Regions from separate parts of the Gossypium hirsutum genome. Here region 2 is linked to region 1. The links are chromatin contacts, called in public Hi-C maps. All regions are on one chromosome and are shown on one strand. The core of a region is the stretch at or near the end of the contact, and the rest is flanking DNA. Distances in the headings are between cores, read along the strand shown. Region 1 holds the start of LOC107901495 (PITH domain-containing protein 1). Region 2 holds the start of LOC107901501 (CXXC motif containing zinc binding protein).

Region 1 (5,746 bases), core at 2,701-5,200:
AGAGAAATAACACATATTACACTTTCACGTGGGTTGCGTTTAAGTTGTTGCAAGACACGTTTAGTAGATTCAATCCAAACTTCAGCTACAGAAGGATCAACTCCTTTCAACCTTAAGAATTTGGTCGCACCGTATCTACATAACTCTTTTATCGGTGCTTGAAGAATAAGAGGTGCAGATGTCGTAGTGGATGTGGTTCCCGCAACACGCTGAAAAGCATCAGTGATAGCTCGAAGTAACTCTGAGTCGCCTCCTCCCTCAATTTTACATCACTCAACGTTAGGTTGTTGAGCACTAACTTGATTAACACTCGGTGTTACTGATTCAGTTTCATCTAACTCGTTAGAGACATCATCTCCGGTATACACCTCTTGATCAGTATCATTATTATAGTTATCTGACATTTTCATCTATAAAACAAAAACAAATATAATTAGCATCCAAATCTCGACTCAATTCTACTCAACTATGGCATGTACCTCTAGACTCAATTCTGAGCTCGATTTAGTTTGAGAATCGGCTAAACCTGTAAGCTCTGATACCATTAGATGTAACAACCCTAACCCATATTAATCATTAAAAAAGGTTTTGGAGCATTATGTAGTAAACGTAACCTAAATCATTTATTTCAAATTATTTCAATAATCATAACATAACCCATCATTAAACATACATATCGTCCCTTATTCAAGCCCTTGAGGACTTAGAATCACTTTATAAATGATTCGGGACTAAATTGGAAACATTTGAAAATTATAAGAAAAAGTTAGAAAATTTTCAACTGCAGGGTCACACACCTGTGTGGCCAGGCCGTGTGCCTCAAATGGCTAAGACACACGTCCGTGTGGCCAAGCCGTGTAACTCTCTTACTTGGGTCACAAGCCCATGTCTGTTGTCCGTGAGTGACACACACCCTTGTGGCCAGGCTGTGTGCATCCAAAAGTACCTTAAAACTCAAGTTTACCATTTCCTACTTACTTGGGAACTAAGCAACTCAATTACCAATCGTTTAACCTATTCAAAACACGATTAAACATGCCCAAAGTACCCCAAATTCATCACCTAATATGCCTAACCAATGTACCCTCATTGGTACCACATGTTATATCATCAAAACATATCATTCATGCACCATTCAAATCAAAGTTTTAAACATGCCAAAATTAATCAATTTGACCTAGCTTATATCTACCTAAAACATTAAACTTAAATTCACAAACACCTAACAAGTCTTGATTCAAATCAACATGCCAAATTATGGCTTCAAACACAAACATATATTTATCTACTCAAACCAAACTTATACTTATAACATCATTTGCAATCCGTCCACAAAATAACTATTAACTAAGACACTCTAGGTACATGCCATCACAAAAGGTAATCCATTTCAATCAACTACAATTTCAATTCACTATTAAAGTGCCAAAATACTCACCTCAACCACTTACCATATGCATTAAATAGAAATACAACAATTAACAACTAGGTCCGAATCTATAGAAATACAAATCGTGGATTCCGAGCTATTCAACGTTAATTTTATCCTTCCCTTTTTTATTCGAGGATTCTAGTACGACTTTAGCTATGGAATTAAAACAATTAAAATGCATCAATACAACACAATTCAATTTCACATTGAATATTTCAATTTTTACTTAATATTTGCTTAAATTCAAATTTAGTCCCTAAACCGAGACTAATTTGTATTATTCACATTTAATCTTATATTTTTATACTAATTTCACTTTAAGCTAAATTTTTCTCCTTATTTTCAATTAAACCCCTAAATTTTAAAATTTTCACAATTTAGTCCCTATTACTCAAAATTTATAGTTTGTTCTACAATTTAATCCTTTTCCATTTCTAACTTAAAAATCTATCGATTAAATCACTAATACTAAAACTATTAAAAAAATAACAATATTTAAAATATTAATCAATGTTAAAATTTTGACATGGGTCGGTAGTACTTAACACCGGGAATCCAAAAATATAAAAATTACAAGAAAAGAGACTAAATTGACTAACCGATTGAAGTTTGAACCTTAAGGTCCCTATAGCCGTGCGTTAACCCTTCTTCTCTTCTTTCTTTTTCTTTCTTTTATTTTCTATTTAATTGCATGCTTTCTATCATCAAATTTCACTTTCTTTTCATTTATTATTCTTTAATATTATATAATACATATATATATTTAACTTTTAATTTATTAACTATTATAATATATATAATAAGGTTACATATAATAATATATACATACTTCATAATACCGTCCACTAAACAAGGCAAATGTATATTTGTTACTTTATTCCCTCAATAAATTTTTGATCTATATTTCAACCTTTACCATATACGCGATTTAGTCCTTATACAATAATAATTATTAATTCATGTAAATTCACTTAACCGAAATCTAATTAACTACACAATTATTTGCGAGTCTGATTTACGAGAATGGAGTCTCGGGAATGCACATTCTGACACCCCTAACTATCGAGTTGTTACAATTCTCCCCCTAATTAAATTTTGTCCCCGAAATTCACTTAAAAAGATGTGGGGATATTGAAATCTCATCGTTCCTTCCGGTTCCCAAGTCGATTCTTCAACACTATGACTACGTCATAGCACTTTTACTAACGAAACTCGTTTGTTACGTAATTCTTTCACTTCGCGAGTCAAAATCTCGACCGACTCTTCTTCATAAGACAAGTCACGGGTGGAAGTCTAGGTGGAGGTCTCAACTGACGGCCGTTATGCGATCATAGATTGGGGTATAACGGGGGAGCTAGTTGACGGTCGTTACACGGTCATGAGCACAAACTTTTAGAATACTAAAAAATGTTGCATTATAAACTCCATACAAAAGTTTGAGGGCATAATCATAGGGAAAAACTATGGAGCTTCCAACTATAATCGGCATAATTTTTTTCTCCATTTCTAAGTAACCGGTACCTTTAACCTTTCTTCTTATCTGAAGGCCGAAACTGTCGTGAACGCAGGAGGACTCTCAAGCGAGGAGCGGTTATTTCGGTGGAGTAAAGATGATGCTCCTTTCGAGCCAATGACGACTATCATTATTAAAGAACTCATTAATAACTACAACGCTACAACGTCAACCCGAGTTTGACCTTTACTTTCACTGAAACATTCACTCTCCTTCTAAGAGTCCTCTTATATCCACCTCTGTGTTAGCCTTCAAATAAGAATGAATGGTTAAAGATATTGGCTGCCTGGAAATAGAGAAAAAAATTACATTGATTACACCGGAAAGCCCTTCGTTTTTCCTATGATTACGGCCTCAATCTTATGTATGGTATATCTAAAGCATCATTTGCAGGTATCGAAAAAGCTTGAACTCGTGTCCGTATAACAACCGTCAACTAGCCCCCGATTATACTCAAACCCATGATCGCATTACGACCGCTAACTAGGACCTCCACCTAGACTTCAACCCTTCATTGTATCAACCACTGTTACCCAAAAACCTTGATTTTCCCAAGACGGGTTTCTTAGGTAATGGTCCTATCCCGCGATGACATATGAAATGTGTGTGTTATGAGGCGCATTATCATATCCCCGATTCCTCAAAACTACCTATGAAATTTTGCAATTTCAATTGAAAACCCAATACCCAAAAAATCCTAAACCTTAAAAAATACTAAACCTAAAAATATTAAAAACCCTAACCTTGATAGAGAGAAATGAAAAACACATCCAACGGAACGCTTTCCATTTTTCTCTCTAAAAACGACTTATTTTCTTAATTTTAAAAAAACCTACCTAAAACCCTAATTTAAAAATAAAAACGACATACATATAAATCAGCCGCTCATTTGAGATTAATTGGAAGTTAATTCATTTATGAAATTTCCTTCCTCTGATTATTTGAAAAAAATATCTAAAAAATAATATAAATAAGTAATCCTTGACCCAACCCAACTCAGCCCATTGAGGTGGCAGGAAACGGTGCGTATTCGCCACGTTTTTTTAGCATCTCTTTTTCTCGATTGTTCTCTGTCTTTTGTGTTTTATTGCTTGTTTGGCTGCGAAGAAAGTGAGAGAGATCAGGCAAAAATGGCGTGTACGCACGACCACAGCTGCGAAGATCACGATTGTTCTTCTAATTGGTCTCTTTACAAGCACATCGACCTCGCCAAGGTTCTTTCTCTCTTTATTTTTATTTTAATTTTTGCTGGAATATTTTTGAATATTCTACTGATTCGTTACTGATTTTTATTGTCCTTAATTGATATTTGAATTATTAATTCGTTTTATGTTCTCAATCTTCTCTTTTAATGAATTGACATATTTGCTTTTGTGTTTTCTTGGAAATTTTGGTTATTGTTAGGTTACCGCTTTAAATGAGGCTAATCCAGGAAGTGTTAAATCGGTGTTTAAGGCTTGGGAGGAGCGATTAAATTCTTCTGGGGTAAATTTTTTTTATTTTTTAATTAAGTTTGCTTATATAAAAATAAATATGAATTTATTTAAACAAATGATGAGTGTGTTCAATTATTTCTGTAGTTTCATAATCCTTATTTAAAATCATTTTGTATTATGCATCTCAATGTCATTTCAATGGTATGGGTAGCTTGATAAGGGTTTTGAACCGTGGCAGGAACGCTTGGAAAGTAATGAGGGTGATCCTGAGTTACTTGTTTACATTCCGTAAGTGACTTTTTCTTTATTTGTTTTAGTGCCTTTTAGTATGACTTGACAGTTCACTTTGAAGGTCATGTATTACTTCTGTTAATGTAAAGTACGCGTCTAGAAGAGAAGTGAAGGTTCACATGATGGTATTAAGAGCCTCGGGTAGTGGTTGGATAAATGTTTAGGTGGTTTGAGAATGGTTTGGCAGAGTAAAAGTATCTTAGGTGTCTTAAGCATGAAGGTGGTAGAGATAGGTTATTATACCTATTGTGTTGGGATCCTCGTCTTATAGGTGTTTTGTGTAGGAAAGCTGCTGCTGAGTCATGGAGGACCCTCAACATGTCTCTGGGATGTGATTGGGAAGTGTCTTATCCTTTAAAGGGACCTCACATGGGTCCTGATGTTGTTGACGAGGGTCCAGGTGCCTTTGCAAAGTTTGCATCCCATGCCTTGCAGTCTTCAAGAGGTTTAAACAGCATAACCTTATAGTTAAGCTTGTAGCTAATAGGACATTCGGCCTTTGCCATGCTTGTCAAGAGTCCTTCATCTGTTTGCCTATGGTAACCTGTCTTGGCACTCTTTGGCTTGAGTCTTTGGCGGGGCTCTGGTGGTTTTAGCATTCCTTAGTTCTAGGCACAACTTCCATGGATTTACTAACTAGCATCTACATCTTCAATTTTAATGCTATAAGTGCCCATATTAAACCTTTGGTGTTTGAGGCTAAGTGAAGGAGGCATGTTGTTTGAACATTAGAGATGAAAAATATTTAATTTTCATTGCTAATTAGTGTTTGAGTTTTATCCTCATGTCTAACCTTCGTTCCTTGCTTGGTAACTCAGTGCATATTTGAAATGTATATTGAGATTCAAGTAATAGTTACATTGATGCATCTCCAAATTGTTGAATGAATTTTATAATTGTTCTTTTACTCGTCTGATTTCTCATATAACTTGATTTCTTATGATAGGTTTACATCAGATGTTAAGATCAAGAGTATATCAGTTGTTGGTGGTGCTGATGGAACAAGTCCTTCCAAGCTGAGAGTGTAAGTTCATATGACTTATCAAGTGTTCCGGTTAACTTCTGCTAGCTCTT
Region 2 (6,581 bases), core at 3,744-6,243, 140 kb before region 1:
ACCGCAAGAGTGAAACCTTTAATGAATTCAAAGAGTTTCGTGCGAAAGTGATGAACAATTAGATTTACCCATAAAGACACTTTAGTCTGATCGAGGTAGAAAATATTTATCTAATGGGTTTTTAGGGTGAAGGAAAATTTTACACCAAGTACGTGTTTGTATTATTGATTAAGTTTTAATTTTAAATAAGAATTTTGATATTAAAATATCTCACATATTCAAATTTGACAAAAAATTATAATAGTATTATAAATGGAGCTTCAATTTTCAAATTAGACTAATAGAGGGATTAAATTATTAGAAACTAAATTTCTAAAGTCTAAAAACTACAGGGATTGAATGATTATTTAAACCAACTTTCCTTTAGAATAAAAAATACAGGGGTTGGGTGAATGTAAATGGATTGGAATTCCAACAACCCACAACCGATTGTCTTCCACAGGCCCATTTTTCATTTCATCCAAATCCCACTGCAACGGTGAGAGTGAGAGAGTGAAAGAGAAAGCTTAGGTTCCACGCTGCTAAATTATAAGCGAAAATGGTGAATTTCATGCTGAAGATCTCTGCCGACCTCGAAAACCTCACTAACCTCCAGCCTCAGGGCGGCTGTGACGATCCTTCCTTTCCCTATCTCTTCAAGGTCTCCCTCTCTTTCTGTTTCTTCGCCTGCTTTTTAACTTTGATTTTCTTCCTTTGAACTCAGCTGCAGCTGATGTATTATTCTTATTGTTGCTTGAATCCTGAACGTTCTCCGTTTAATTCCTTGTTTCACTTCGTATTTCAGATTTTTGAGTCGATTTTTTTTTCTGTTATTGAATTTTAGCCTGTTTTGGGGAATAAAAGCTTATAGATATGGGCAATCCATCATTTTAACTGAATTTGAATTTATTTTAGCTACTTGTTTTGGCCTTATTTATATCAACTGCGAATAGACGTGCATTGACTTTATCTATCCATTATTTTTTCTTCTTATTTTATTTCGAATCGATTTCTTGTTCATTTATGTGTTTTCAACATCGTTCTTCGGTTTTTTTCAAAAAATATCGTTTTTAGATGGCTATGCAATTGAAATTTCTTTGATTCCTTTCATGATTTTGTTGGAATGTCTTCTTCTTAAGTATTCGGATCCGATTTCGTTTTTTTGGATTTTAGTATTAACTTTTTCTTGTTCTTTTTTCATCTATGTACTTAAAAGTTAGCAGCATCTCTCATCTTCTCTTGTTTCTTTATATCCTTGCTTGTCAAGGTCTTATTTCACTAATATTTGAAATCTTGGATTTGCAGCTGAAATGTGGGAGGTGTGGAGAGTTGAGTCAGAAGGAAACATGTGTGAGTTTGGGCGATACTGTTCCTCTTCTACAAGGCAAGGGAACCACCAATCTTGTTCAGAAGGTAATATTATATGCTTGTGTTGCCTGTAAATGCATTAGCTTCAGTTGAAATTCATTAGGACCTGTTGAATTTATGTTTGTTTGTTTGCTGAGAGCGTAGGGGTGACAACAGAGACAAATTCTAGTTCTTATAAGTAATACTCTGAGTTCTACTTAGTGAATTTCTTTTAAAATGCTCATTCAAGTTGAATCTAACCTCTCACTTGGGCTGCACATGGTAATACTGGTTTTGGTTTAGCAGAAAGGAAACCCGCTGATAAATATTAGAGGGTAACACTTCATAGCCAACAGTTACCCCAATCATATTCTTGGTTTTGAGATTCCCTATCCTGTGTTCTGTAATTAGGAAAGCTTTATTAGATAGACCTGTCTTGCATTTTATGCCATTCAGATATCTAATGTAGATAATTTATGTGTTTAACTTGTATAGAATGAGACTTTTGCATTTTTTATGGCATTACTTGTAGTTACTTCAGTTCCAGAAGTTCAATTTGCTATACTGGGCTTCTCCTTTTTTCATCCACCTAGCTCTTAACTTCTAATGATTAATGGTATGTGTTGCCTTTTCTTTCTTTCTCTAGTGCAAATTTTGTATGAGGGAAGGAACTGTAACAATGATCCCGGGCAAAGGTCGACCACTGACTCAGGAAGATTGTGAAGGCGGAAAGTTTGCACCTTTGATGCTTTTTGACTGCAGGGGTTACGAGCCTGTAGGGTTTGTATTTGGCGTTGGCTGGAAGGTTGAATCTGTAAGTTTTTGTTCTTCTTCTTCCACCCTAGATGGTTTTTTTCGGACACAGCTAATCATAGCAAGGGCTTTGGGATGTAATGTCATGTTAGTTATCAATTTTCCAGTTCCAAGCATACTAAGTACATCTTCTTTGCCTTTAAAGACCATAATAACCAGATTCATAGATGTAAAACATCGGGATTAATCACTATATAGAAGTCGCATGTCCTGAATCTTTGATGAATTTCCTAACCAAGAAGCACATATTGGATTTTCTCCACCCACTTCCAAAAATGTATAATAACTTATCTTGCTCCCAAGCTAAGGTCGATTTAAACCATGTCTCCAATGGAATGAAATGGGCAAGGCTTGCTAGAAATTTACAGTTTATATTGCACTTTTGTGCAAATTTGTAGGTGATACTCTCGTAATTGCATTATCATACTGACAAGCAGTAGTCACAGTTACGTGTTGCCATTCCCTTTTTTATATATTTAGCCAATGTCAAGATGTGTTCTCATGTTAACTTACTGTAATTTCTTTTTGTAGCTGGAAGGAACTAAATTTGAAGGTATTGACTTATCTGGAGATGACTTCTCTGAATATGATGAGAAGGGAGAGTGCCCTGTGATGATATCCAACCTCCGTTCTACTTTTGAACCGGTGAAGTAGAGTAATACTGCACACTGTTTTAGTAAATAAAAACTAACAGGTCACCAAGAATGAGGTAGAAACCATTGACCGGAATACATGTTGGCATTAAGCTATTATATCCTAAGGTGGTCTGATGTGAAACATTACAGTTTGGTGCATGTCCATGGATACACTGGCAATGGTTTTACTGATTAGTGAATCACGTTATGTTTGTACTTTTATGGTTTTCTCAGTTTTCATAATGATTACACTAGGTGCAATCACTCTTCGGCTTGGATGAAAAGAAATAGGTCGTTTTCTCTGTATTAAATATTTTTGTTTCTCATGTTCTAGAACCAATTGTTTTAAGACTCGGAAAAGCTTTATGATTCTTGCTATTCAGATAAAGAACTGAAATACATATCAGATCTGGTCTGCTTGGTTTTTTTCCGTTTCGGCAATCCTATTTGGAAACTAGCTATATCAGGTATGCAAGGCTGTTCAGTATATTTGCTAATGCATCTCATAAATATCAGGTATAGTGAGAGATTGCATTTTGCTGGAAGGAAAGGATATTAACACAAATGTGTTGTTTTAACCTCTTAACTTCTGCATGCATATTTGTCATGGTCTAGAGACTGTCATGAATCTCGTATCAACTATGTATCAAGAGTTGGGATTAGGATATTGGTGCTCGTACCATCTTTAACTTGCGACTCTCCTGTGGATAAATACGTCTAATGGATCGAAATAGAGAATAATTTGTGAGTTGGTGTTTATCGTGACATTTGATATTAAAGCTGGTTTTGGGAAACTAGTGATGTGCCACTATCAACTGTGAGTTCTTGTTATCTTAAGATATACCAGTCCAAACCATCTTTGAACTTTTGAGGTGTTCTCTTTTTCTATATAAAAGTACTGAGTTAAAATTTTTTTTGAACTTTTTTTTGAATTGATGAGATTTTTTTTCCATCATATTACTAAATTTATATTTAAAAATGATAATAATTTAATTTACTGTTAATTTTAAAATTAAGTTATTACTTGAATAAAATTGTAAACATAAAATATAGAAGTTACAATTTAAATTGCAATTATAAAAAAATTTGTGTTGATTGTATTGATGTAAAATAGAATTATTATTTAAATTGAATTTTAAACATATTAATTATTATTTAGTTAATTTTAGAATTAATTATATTAATTAATTATTAATATGTTGAATAAGTTAAAAAGTATTTTAATTAATTTGAAAATTTTTTATTGTAATATTTGAATTGATAAATTATTTTTTAAAAGTAGAACCGGCATAAATGCATTAAATTGGGGAAAGATAACAATGGTTGAAAAAACAGCTTCCTAACTAAGCAAGGTGCCTCAAAGAAACAAACCCTAAAAAACTTAAACGACGCGTTAAGCATCCTAAAACTGAAAAACAGATCAATTTCCTAAAAAATCTAAAACAAAGAAAAAATCTGAAATGCCTACAACTTTCCCCTTTCCTTCATCTCTGTTTTGCCTTCCGGTAATTCTCTTCGCAGAAACGAGAACCAGTGCTCCTTTGTATCACATACTCGTTTTCGTTCCCCAGGTTCCCTATTGACTGCTAAGCATGTGCGTTGCTCCGTATTATTAAAATTGAAAGTCTCGATTAACCAAAGTTTCCATTCTGTGTTTTCATGTGTGGGTGCGATCCGAACTTCCAACCTCTGGAGGACTTGCTTCGCAACATTACAGTCTCGGAAGACATGTGCAGTTGATTCGTCATCTTCACCGCAAAGTGGACATAACGCTTCAAATCTCAGCCTTCAGAATTTTAGATTACTTAGAGTAGGCAGAAAATTGTTTGTAATCCTCTATAGGTTAATCTTAATCTTGCTGGGAACTTTTAGGCCCCAAATTGCTGTATAATAATTTTTCATCTGTTCTGTCAAAATTGTATTTTCATTTCCTAGCAAGTGTGCTTCTTCTGTAATACTCCATATGTATCCACTTTTTGCCATGTATTCGCCTGATTTGTCACCCTGCCAGATCATAGTATCTGGCTGCAACGTATTCCCCAGGGGAATGGTTCTAATCCTTTCTGCTTGGTCTTCATCAAAGAGGCTCCTTAACACATCTTACTTCCAGGTAATTAAATCGGGATTATTAAGTTCTTCAACCGTAGTATACCTCCAATCGATATTCTGAAATTGTTAATTTTCGTTTCCAGGGTATTGAAGCCCTGTGTCATTCCAGATATTAATAGAATTCCCGTCGCCTATCCTCCATCCAACACCTGATTCTAAAATATTCCTTATGCCCCATACCCTTCTCCAGGTAAATGAAGGGTGATTTCCTAACTCAGCTTTAAAAAAAATCACCGCGTGGGTAGTAAGTAGCTTTCATGACTTGAGCTAGTAAACAATTAGGATCGGTAATAAGTTTCCATCCTTGCTTTGCTAGCAAGACTTTATTAAAATTTGATAACTCTCTAAAACCAATCCCCCCATGCGCCTTTGGTGAACATAAAAACTTTCAACTACACTAATGAATCCCTTTATTTGTTTTTAAATTTCGCCACCAGAACTTACACAATACTCTCCAACTCTCCAACTCTTGACATAATGAAACTGGTAATTGGAAACACTGCATAGCAAACATGAGAATAGCTTGTAGTATTGATTTAATAAAAACCTCCTTTCCTCTTATGGAAAGGTTGCGAATGCTCCAACTTTTTACTTTTGTCAAAAATCTTTCTTTAATTTCAACAAAAGCGTCTTTCTTTTCCTTCCCACCATTGTTGGTAACCCTAGGTACTTTTCAAGATTATTAGTGATTCGAACACCCAAATCTCTTCTTATTTAAATCTTGAGCTCATCACTTATGTTATTACTAAAATAGATTAAAGATTAATCAAAATTCATCATTTGCCCTGAGATTGCCTCATATTCATTTACCACAATCTTGATAGTTAATACCTCCTCTTTTGTTGCATTTCTAAATAAAATATTGTCACCAGTAAAGAAAAGATGAGTAATTGGCAAACCACTTCGTCCCACTTTCACATTTTCTAATTTCCCCTTCCCTTTTCGCAAGATTAAGTAGCCTTGAAAATCCTTCCGCACAGATGAGAAATAGATATGGGCTTAGGGGATCCTTTTGCCTTAAGCCTCTAGTTGGTTTGAACTCCCTACCTTTCCCTCCATTAAGAACCATATGAGACACTGTTAATACATCTCAAGATCAATGAAACCCATTTGTGATCGTAACCAAGTGTTCATCATTTTTCCAATAAAAGGTCATTCAACCTTATCATATGCTTTACTCATATCTAATTTTAACACGAATGACCCTCTACCCAACCTTTTCTTCTTAAAAGAATGCAATAGCTCATAGGCCACAAGAATATTATCGATAATTTGTCTACCAGGCACAAACGCTCCTTATGTTTCTTCAATACAAAAGCTTAGGGTCTTTTTAAATCTATTAGCTAATGTCTTCGAAATTAATTTGTATAGAACATTATGTAACACTCTTAACTTGCTTCTGTTTTCGGATTAGGATTACGGAGCATTACTATACAATCGAAAAAAATTTAATATCATAACATTTAAATAAATTAAACATATTATAATACATTCAATCACATACATTTTGCCCCTAAATCGAGCCTTCAAGGCCCTAAAAATAGCTTAGAAGCAATTCGGGACTATTTTGAAATAAAACAGAAGTTTTAAGAAAAACTTACCAATTTTGGAAAATAAGGGTCACACGGCTGTGTGGCCAGGCCGTATGACATCACCCCAGGCCGTGTAACTTTCGAATAAGGGACAAACAATCATGTC

The links. A called contact is a pair of places that touch in the nucleus more often than the background predicts.
Region 2: a contact with region 1 is called in a Hi-C map of leaf, with 2.1 times the contacts expected there. The contact joins the enhancer-like site here to the promoter of LOC107901495 in region 1. A contact is called at or near these places in 8 of 34 Hi-C or Micro-C datasets (anther, callus, fibers and 1 more).

What each region holds. Positions count from the first base shown.
Region 1 is chrD06:19,719,075-19,724,820 of Gossypium_hirsutum_v2.1, reverse strand. LOC107901495 (PITH domain-containing protein 1) reads left to right here and starts at 3,950. Exons shown (of 9, transcript XM_016827528.2): 1 at 3,950-4,159; 2 at 4,350-4,430; 3 at 4,620-4,669; 4 at 5,619-5,696. The coding sequence starts at 4,076.
Region 2 is chrD06:19,861,668-19,868,248 of Gossypium_hirsutum_v2.1, reverse strand. It overlaps LOC107901501 (CXXC motif containing zinc binding protein), which reads left to right and starts at 338. Exons shown (of 4, transcript XM_016827538.2): 1 at 338-640; 2 at 1,285-1,392; 3 at 1,973-2,140; 4 at 2,671-3,180. The coding sequence starts at 539. The coding sequence ends at 2,793. Within about 2 kb of position 4,993, at least 7 of the 9 cell types and tissues checked have an H3K27ac peak or open chromatin away from gene starts, as enhancers often do. A contact at or near this core is called in fibers and leaf, where this site is marked.